2 separate regions of the Sus scrofa genome follow, and region 1 is linked to region 2. The links are chromatin contacts, called in public Hi-C maps. All regions are on one chromosome and are shown on one strand. The core of a region is the stretch at or near the end of the contact, and the rest is flanking DNA. Distances in the headings are between cores, read along the strand shown. Region 1 holds the start of ERBB4 (receptor tyrosine-protein kinase erbB-4). Region 2 overlaps ERBB4 (receptor tyrosine-protein kinase erbB-4).

Region 1 (3,727 bases), core at 1,162-3,661, 650 kb before region 2:
TAAAGGAGAACTGAGCAGATAGTTCCAGGTTTTCACCTGTGTTTTGCTAAGTAACATATTGTGTTACTAAGATTTGGTTTTTGTTCCAGGTTGCAACATATTTTCGTTAACTCAGCTGATAGAGATTTGTTATAAAGATACGAAGAAATACAGAGATCCATCTTAGAAATCCTCTAGCAATCCAGTTAGCATGTCCTTTCAACATAAGGTAGACAATGTGCCACACTGAGGTGTTCCTTTCTTATGATGACTCAGTTGAGATGGGAAGTAAGTGAAAATAGACATAGAAGGAATTAATTTTTTACTCTAGCTCCTGGCTTCTATTACTCATGGACTTCTATGTCTGCCCAAGTAGGGTACCATTTTCCCATCTAAATCTCTGGGGTCTCATATTCAAATTATTTGAATTAGACTCTGGGTAGACCAGTCACCAGTGAATAGGATGCTTTTGTTTCATAGAGCTTTTTTTTATTGCTTTTTAGGGCCACACCTGTGGCATATGGAGGTTCCCAGGCTAGGGGTCGAATCGGAACTGCAGTTGCTGGCTTAGATCACAGCCACAACAACATTGTCTGTGATCTACACCACAGCTTATGGTGACGCTGGATCCTTAACCCACTGAGCTAGGCCAGGGAAGGAACCCACATCCTCTGGGTTACTAGTTGGGTTTGTTACTTCTGAGCCTCAGTGGAAACTCCCACAAATTTTAACTTTTCTGAAAGCAATACTTTTTTAAAAAATCATTTAAGTTTTTCTGGGAACAAAATAGCAGTTTTTAAAAGAAATAACTTTCATGAAAGAGAGGTGTTTGAGAATCATCATAAGAAGCAGAAGAGGATTTACGGAAAGGGGAGTGGAAAGAGATTGAATGAAAGAAAATATGGGGGGGAACGGTGATAAAAACAGACAGCAAAGAGCAGTGTGTATACTTCTGCTGCAATCTTTACCGTTCTGGTGAAGTCACCATCATCTGCTCCAGGCTTAGTTTCTTCTGGCCCTACAATGCTTCTGGGAAAGCAGCATATTCAACTTGTTTGGACTCCTCTCTGTGCATGTTAGTTGCTGTAGGCCTAAGAATGTGAAGGCTCCAGGCCTCTGGGATGAAGCTGCTGTTTCTGTCTGTTGTCAGCTCCATGGAAATTCTTAAGGGACAAGGCTACAGATAAAAGATGTGGAGGAGGAATAGGAAGGTCTCAAATGATGAGTGAGGAGGCAGGGTGGCTTAATATTTAAGCTCCCCTGATACTTTTTATTTATGTATTTACTGCTTCTAGAGAAATTGAAAATGGACAATAATTCATACAAAGAATGTCTGTGCAAATAACAAACCAATAACTTCCTACCCTCAGGAGGTTCTGGCCTCTGCCCAGGGTACAGTTTCAGAGCTGTAGAAGGCAGGGAATACCCACACTGATATGACCCAATCCCAGATATTTTGGACCAAGAAGAGCCCAAAAACTCCCATAGCTAGCAATGACCTCTGTTTTGGGGAAGCATAAATTGGCAGAGTAAGAAGGGGCCCAAAGCTGGATCAGCTGTAGGATAAGCCTCATCGTTTGAGGTTGTGTTCTGACATTGCCTTCTTAAATTATTTCAGACTGAGCAGTCTAGCCCTTTAGAACCAAGTCAGTAGCTTTGGACTAGAATCTGTTTGATTAGAATGAACCCCAAACCAGGTTGTCCAAAGGAAAGATGAAAAGGCCATTCAGACCTAAAATCTAAGGATAAAGCTCAATAAATGTGAAATTTTAGTTTCACTCAGTGTCGGTGGTCAGTTTGGGAGGGTCGGAATGATGTGAAAGTGTAGCTGGGGAAAGATGGGCGTTTAGATCCCCAGGTGTATCTAATCTGCAGATGCTATCAATTACTGAACTAGCTTTTAAACGACTTTCTGAGCGTGAAGCATGAGGGGGTTGGAATGAGGGGGTAGGCTTTCAGACTGAAGTGAAGCAACGTTTTCTTTTCTTCTGTTTCTAGGGCAAGTCCAGTATATGGATGAGCACCGTGGGACAATGGAGAAAAGAGTGACTTTTCTGTAAGCAGCCCTCCGGTGGTCTGCGCAGTCTGAGGGCCAGCTGTCCCAGACTTCTGTTTCAGTCTCTGGCCTCGGGTGAGCCCTTTAAATGTAGCTTCCCCCGCCCCCACTACTACGCTCCCGCTCCCCGACAGGTGTTTTCCCAACTCCTGAGGGCCACGATTTTGGGGAGTGGCAGAACCAATAAGGTTTCTCTTTGGGGGGAGGCGTGGCTAGTTGGGTCAGAGCGGGGGCGGGGTTTCCGCGGCTGAGCAGAGCCAGCCTGGTTGCGTGGAGGGTTGTTTTATCCACCCACCCTCACCACCTTTTTTTTTTTTCTTTCTTTTTTTTCTTTTTCTCTCGGAGTCTTATTAATTTCTCAGTGGGGCTGCAGCTGGAGACCGCGGAGCGTTGGAAATGACGCTCGGAGGCTTAATTACCGCAGCCGCCGGACAAGTGTGAGGAAAGCTGACAGGAAAAAAGAAGGACAGGACCGGGGGTAAAGCAAGAAGCTTCCCCCCCTCCACCCCTCCCTTTCCTCCCAATTTGGACTGGAGGTGCAAGGAAACTGAAAAGGGAGCTGAACAGAGACCGGCTGGGGGGAGAGGCCGGAAACCTACCGCCTCTTTGCAATCAACTTTTTTTGGAAACCCTTTTCCGAACCCTTCCTTTTTATTGTTGACCAACCAGTGAGAGAGAGAGAGTGAGAAAGTGAGGAGGGAGCGAGAACGCGAAGGCTCCCACAGGGAAATAGCTGCCCGGTCCCCGGCCAGGAGCACGGCGCACACACTCGAGCACACTCCCACCCGCGCTCACCCTCACGCGCACCCTCTCTTGCTCTTGGGGCCCGGGCCCTGGACCCGCGGGCGCGGACTCGGAGCGGGTGCACCGAGCGCACCAGCCCCCCTTCGCGCCCCCACGCGTGCCCGGCTGATGGATCTCCTCCGCGTGCCCGAAAGTGGATATGCCATTTGGACATGTAATTGTCAGCACGGGATCTGAGACTTCCAAAAAATGAAGCTGGCGACAGGACTGTGGGGCTGGATGAGCCTTCTCGTGGCGGCGGGGACCGTCCAGCCCAGCGCTTCTCAGTCAGGTGGGTCGCGCGGTCCGTCTCGCGCTCCAGTGGTTGAACCTGCTCGGGCCAGCTGGGCTGCGTCGGCTGGCTCCCTAGACCGCGTCGCCCAGCCGGAGACCCGCTCGCTCCCGCGCGTGGAGGGACCACTCCACCTGCTCCTCTTCCTTGGGTTTTCGCTCGCCCCTCATTCTCTCCCCAAACTTACCCTCTGCGTGTGCCAGTGTTTTATTTACCGTGAAAAATCACTCTGCGCCCCTTTGCTCCGTCCCTTTTCTCTTTCCTTCACCCCCTTTCTCGCGCGTCTTCTGTGAGCCTCCCTAACCGGGATCCCTGCTGGTGGCGCCTGTTGTGCGGGACGTGGGAGACTCAAAGCTGGAGTCAGAGGAGACGCTCCTCTCCGGGTCTGGGCCCCCGAGGGAAGAAGCCTGGGGGAAGCGCTTCTCGCCGGGGCCTGCGGAAGGACGGGGGTCCTGGGGCGCTGCCAGCTGGGTTCCGGCGAGCCGGTGGGCTTGGAGAGAGGAGCCCTGGGAGCGGGCGTTGCACCTGTGTGTGCTGCGCAGGGCCGCTGCACCGGCGGTCGCCCGAGCCTGCGGGGTCAGACCCGACTCGAGCCCAGCCTGGGAGCGGGAGCGCGG
Region 2 (3,586 bases), core at 121-2,620:
TCATAGTGTATAATATGTGTAAAATGAAACAGCTGTTTGATTTTTAATAACGAAGTTTTTCTCTCATCCCATTCACAGTGGCAAGGGTAAATATAATCACATTAAACTTAAAGACTTGCTCATTGTTCAGCTATTCCAGTTCAGATTTTAGATGTTGGCTTAGAAGATATTTTTGAATCCAAATACAGTTGGGACGTCCTTATCTGTGGAGTATTGGTTCCAGGAAGCTCAAGGATATCAAAAAATCCTCAGATGCTCAAATGTAAAATGGTACAGTATTTGCATATAGCCTACATACATTCTTTCATATACTTTCAATCATTTCTAAATTATGTGCAATACCTAATACAACATAAATGTTATGTGAATAGATATAATATAATGTAAATGCCATGCAAATACTTACTGGTGCCCTGGAAAATTTAAGTTTTCCTTTTTGGGACTTTTTTTTTTTCAGAATATTTTCAATTCATATTGGTTTTTCTGATATGGAATTAACTCAGTCACCACTCCTGTTTCAGGAGATGGCCTTCAAAGTACCCTGCAATCCACCATTAAGTAAGAAAGCAAGAAAACTTTTTTTTTTTTTTTTTTTTTGGAACGGCCCTATAATAGCAATACATAGCTCACCTTTCAGATAACAGTTTTAGTACCTCTGGTGTTCTACTAAGTTTTAATTTAGACTGGTTTAGGTACAGTGGAAAATCTGTAAATCTGCTGATGCCGAACCCCAGGATTTGGAGGGGAAACCATATATAACTTTGAAATGGAGAGGGTTTTAGGTCTGTAAGTGTTCTTCAGGAAAACAGAACATGCTCCTATATTTAGGGCAATCCTACTGATTAAACTTCAGTAATGAGTATTTATAATGCTAGGAGGAGACAGTGACAGTATCTAGTAAATAAACTAGGTTACTTATAAACAACGGACATGTGACAAATCTTGGGGAGGTACAGTTATTCTAAGTTCCCCAAGAGTTCATGACCTCTCTAGAGCATTAGTAAGTGGCTAAATATAGCATCCAGATTAGAAGATATAATTGTCCCTCATCATGAATAATAAAAAGAGGCATCAAATTTTTTACTAAAGGATGAGTACTTTAAAATAGAGTCACTTTCAAGGACTAATACTTTAACAGAAAATTTGAGTTGACTGGTTGACATCATTTTTTTAAATTCTTGCAAGTATCTTTTTGTCTATCTTCCCACTTTTAAAGATCAAAGGAAGTGTTTTATTTCCATCTATGTTCTATTCCATTATGAGAAATGAAAAATGAAAAAAAGTATGTGTATGCATGTGCGTGTATGTGTGTGTTTAAACATAAAGTGGTAATTAGACCCTGACTGGGCAGCAGAAAGGTTAAATGTTCACTCTGTGCTATTTTAAGATCTGGGAACAACTGCTTTCTCTGTGTTGATGTACTCTGAAATCCCAGCTAGTATGAGGAGAATTTCTAATTGAACATGCAAGAGCCACTAACTTTTTTAACATTCTCCTTCATAAGTGGGCCTCGTGTTTAGGGATCAGTTTACAGTTTCAGGATGCTCCTGAGTGTTTCTATTTGGAACACCTCCTGTGATGGACAGCGGAGGCCTCCCATTAGTGTGTGCAGAGCAGCCCCTTCTGTAAGACTAGGCATAGGACACCTTGTCTGCTGATGAAAGAGTGTAAATTATACTCTGGTTTTAACAGAGTATAAGGTAGCTTCAAAGGGCTAAGTTTACTTGAGTTTGACAAGATAAATTTATAAGTAAGTTCACATTTCTGTTTACCTAATTCTTAAAGAGTAATTTTCACCAGTAGCATTTGATTGGCGTCAATCAAGCCAAATATATTAGACTTGCCAATAATCACTCTCATTATATCCTATTACTATTTTCAAGGATATAACAATCTATAATTAAGAAAAATAAATGATGACATGAGGTAAATTCAAGTTATCAGGTATATTGCCTTTTATATTAAGAAATCCCATAGGTAAATGATCATTCTGCTCTTGGGCCCTTCTTAAAAATGTATTCTACAGTATATAATTTATAATAACACATATCAGTGACAATTCAGATAATTTTTAAATCAAATTTAAATAGTGCTAGAAAGCTATCCTGTGTAATTTGACAGGTTTTTTTTTGGTATGGATGTATATTTTTAAATTCTATAAACTGCTTCGTGGTTGGTTTTATAACTTCTATCTAAAGGTAACAATCTGTTAACTTGCTCTTCACATTAACTTTTTTAGAAAACTATTAATGTCATACAAAATGTTACTGACAGATATATTGTCTGGATTTAAAATATAATTTTAGAGCTGAAATAAATATGACCATAAGAAGGCAGGTAAGGGAGTTCCCATGGTGGCTCAGTGGAAACCAATCTGACTAGTATCCATGAGGATGTGGGTTTGATCCTTGGCCTCACTCAGTGGGTTAAGGATCCAGTGTTGCCATGAGCTGCAGTGTAGGTTGCAGACGCAGGTTAGATGCCACATTGCTGTGGCTGGGGCTGTGGCCAGCAGTTATAGCTCCAGTTCGACTCCTAGATAGACCACTAATACCATCAGGGAAATAGGTGGATGAAATGAAGGTAGCTTCAAAAAATTCAAACCATAGATACTAAGGTAGTTTTAACAAAGACAGCAGGTCAAATGCAAAAGGAATTAACTCTTTGTGTGCTTATAAGTTGTCCCATGAGGATAAAACTTCAAATTGCAAAATTGCTGATCATTATAACTTCCATGAATCTTGACCATACAAGGTTTTGCCTTGCTTCTCATAGCTTTTTTCTTCAAATGACCAAATTGATTCACGTATTAATTTAGTAAATATTCATTGTGTTGTGTAAGGTACAGGGCTAAACAAGATCAAAGTTTATAAAAAGTAAAAAAGTAAATGCAGCATAGGAAAGGGAAATTTCAGAACAAAAGTTTGGATGGTGAAGCCTGAGGATTCTATTTCACTTATGTTAATATCGTCTGTAAGCACGACTGTGAGATTTTGTAATTTAAGTTCAGGAGGCCCCATACCTTGAACGATAAGCATGTGATTTGGACACAAGTGACTGACTACAGGATGTTTCACCAGCAAAAGTAATTACCAATTCTATTCCCATTAGAAGAGAAATATAAATTAGTTAATGATTTTCTTTCCTTATCATTTTTAATTTAATGATCCTGAAAATGTTAGATAGCTGTTTGCTCTTAGAATTACAGAAAAGTCAAGTAGTGCATTTTTAAAAAAAATCTTTAATGGATTTTTAAGTCACTGTGTCATGAAAGGTTAGGAAATTTCTACGGTCATTGTAATTTCAGTGCAGAAAATGCTTTCTGAATAGATGTCAGATAAATAGTTTTAGAAATGCTCTTTTACAAATTACTTTTGTCAGATACATAGTATCTTAAATTTGTAATCTATAGGCACTTGAAAAAAATCTATTATGCCTCTGTAATATCATTTGTGGCAGTGAACTCCAGGTAATTTTCCTAATTCTTCTGTGCTAAAGGCACAAATTAAATATAAAAGAAATGCCAATGAAATAGCATGTTTAACCTAGTCATTAAATAGTCCCTTTATTCAGGGTTTTTATCAAA

The links. A called contact is a pair of places that touch in the nucleus more often than the background predicts.
Region 1: a contact with region 2 is called in a Hi-C map of skeletal muscle, with 9 times the contacts expected there. The contact joins the promoter of ERBB4 here to the enhancer-like site in region 2. A contact is called at or near these places in 4 of 47 Hi-C or Micro-C datasets (fetal heart ventricle, heart right ventricle and skeletal muscle) and 1 of 2 datasets of contacts at active chromatin or transcription factors (skeletal muscle).

Annotation. Positions count from the first base shown.
Region 1 is chr15:115,095,668-115,099,394 of Sscrofa11.1, reverse strand. It overlaps ERBB4 (receptor tyrosine-protein kinase erbB-4), which reads left to right and starts at 2,411. Exons shown (of 29, transcript XM_021075968.1): 1 at 2,411-3,110. The coding sequence starts at 3,029.
Region 2 is chr15:114,445,860-114,449,445 of Sscrofa11.1, reverse strand. All of the region lies in intron 3 of ERBB4 (receptor tyrosine-protein kinase erbB-4), which reads left to right. Among named protein-coding and RNA genes, the nearest start is that of ERBB4, 650 kb to the left of the region's middle. Within about 2 kb of position 1,370, at least 6 of the 83 cell types and tissues checked have an H3K27ac peak or open chromatin away from gene starts, as enhancers often do. A contact at or near this core is called in skeletal muscle, where this site is marked.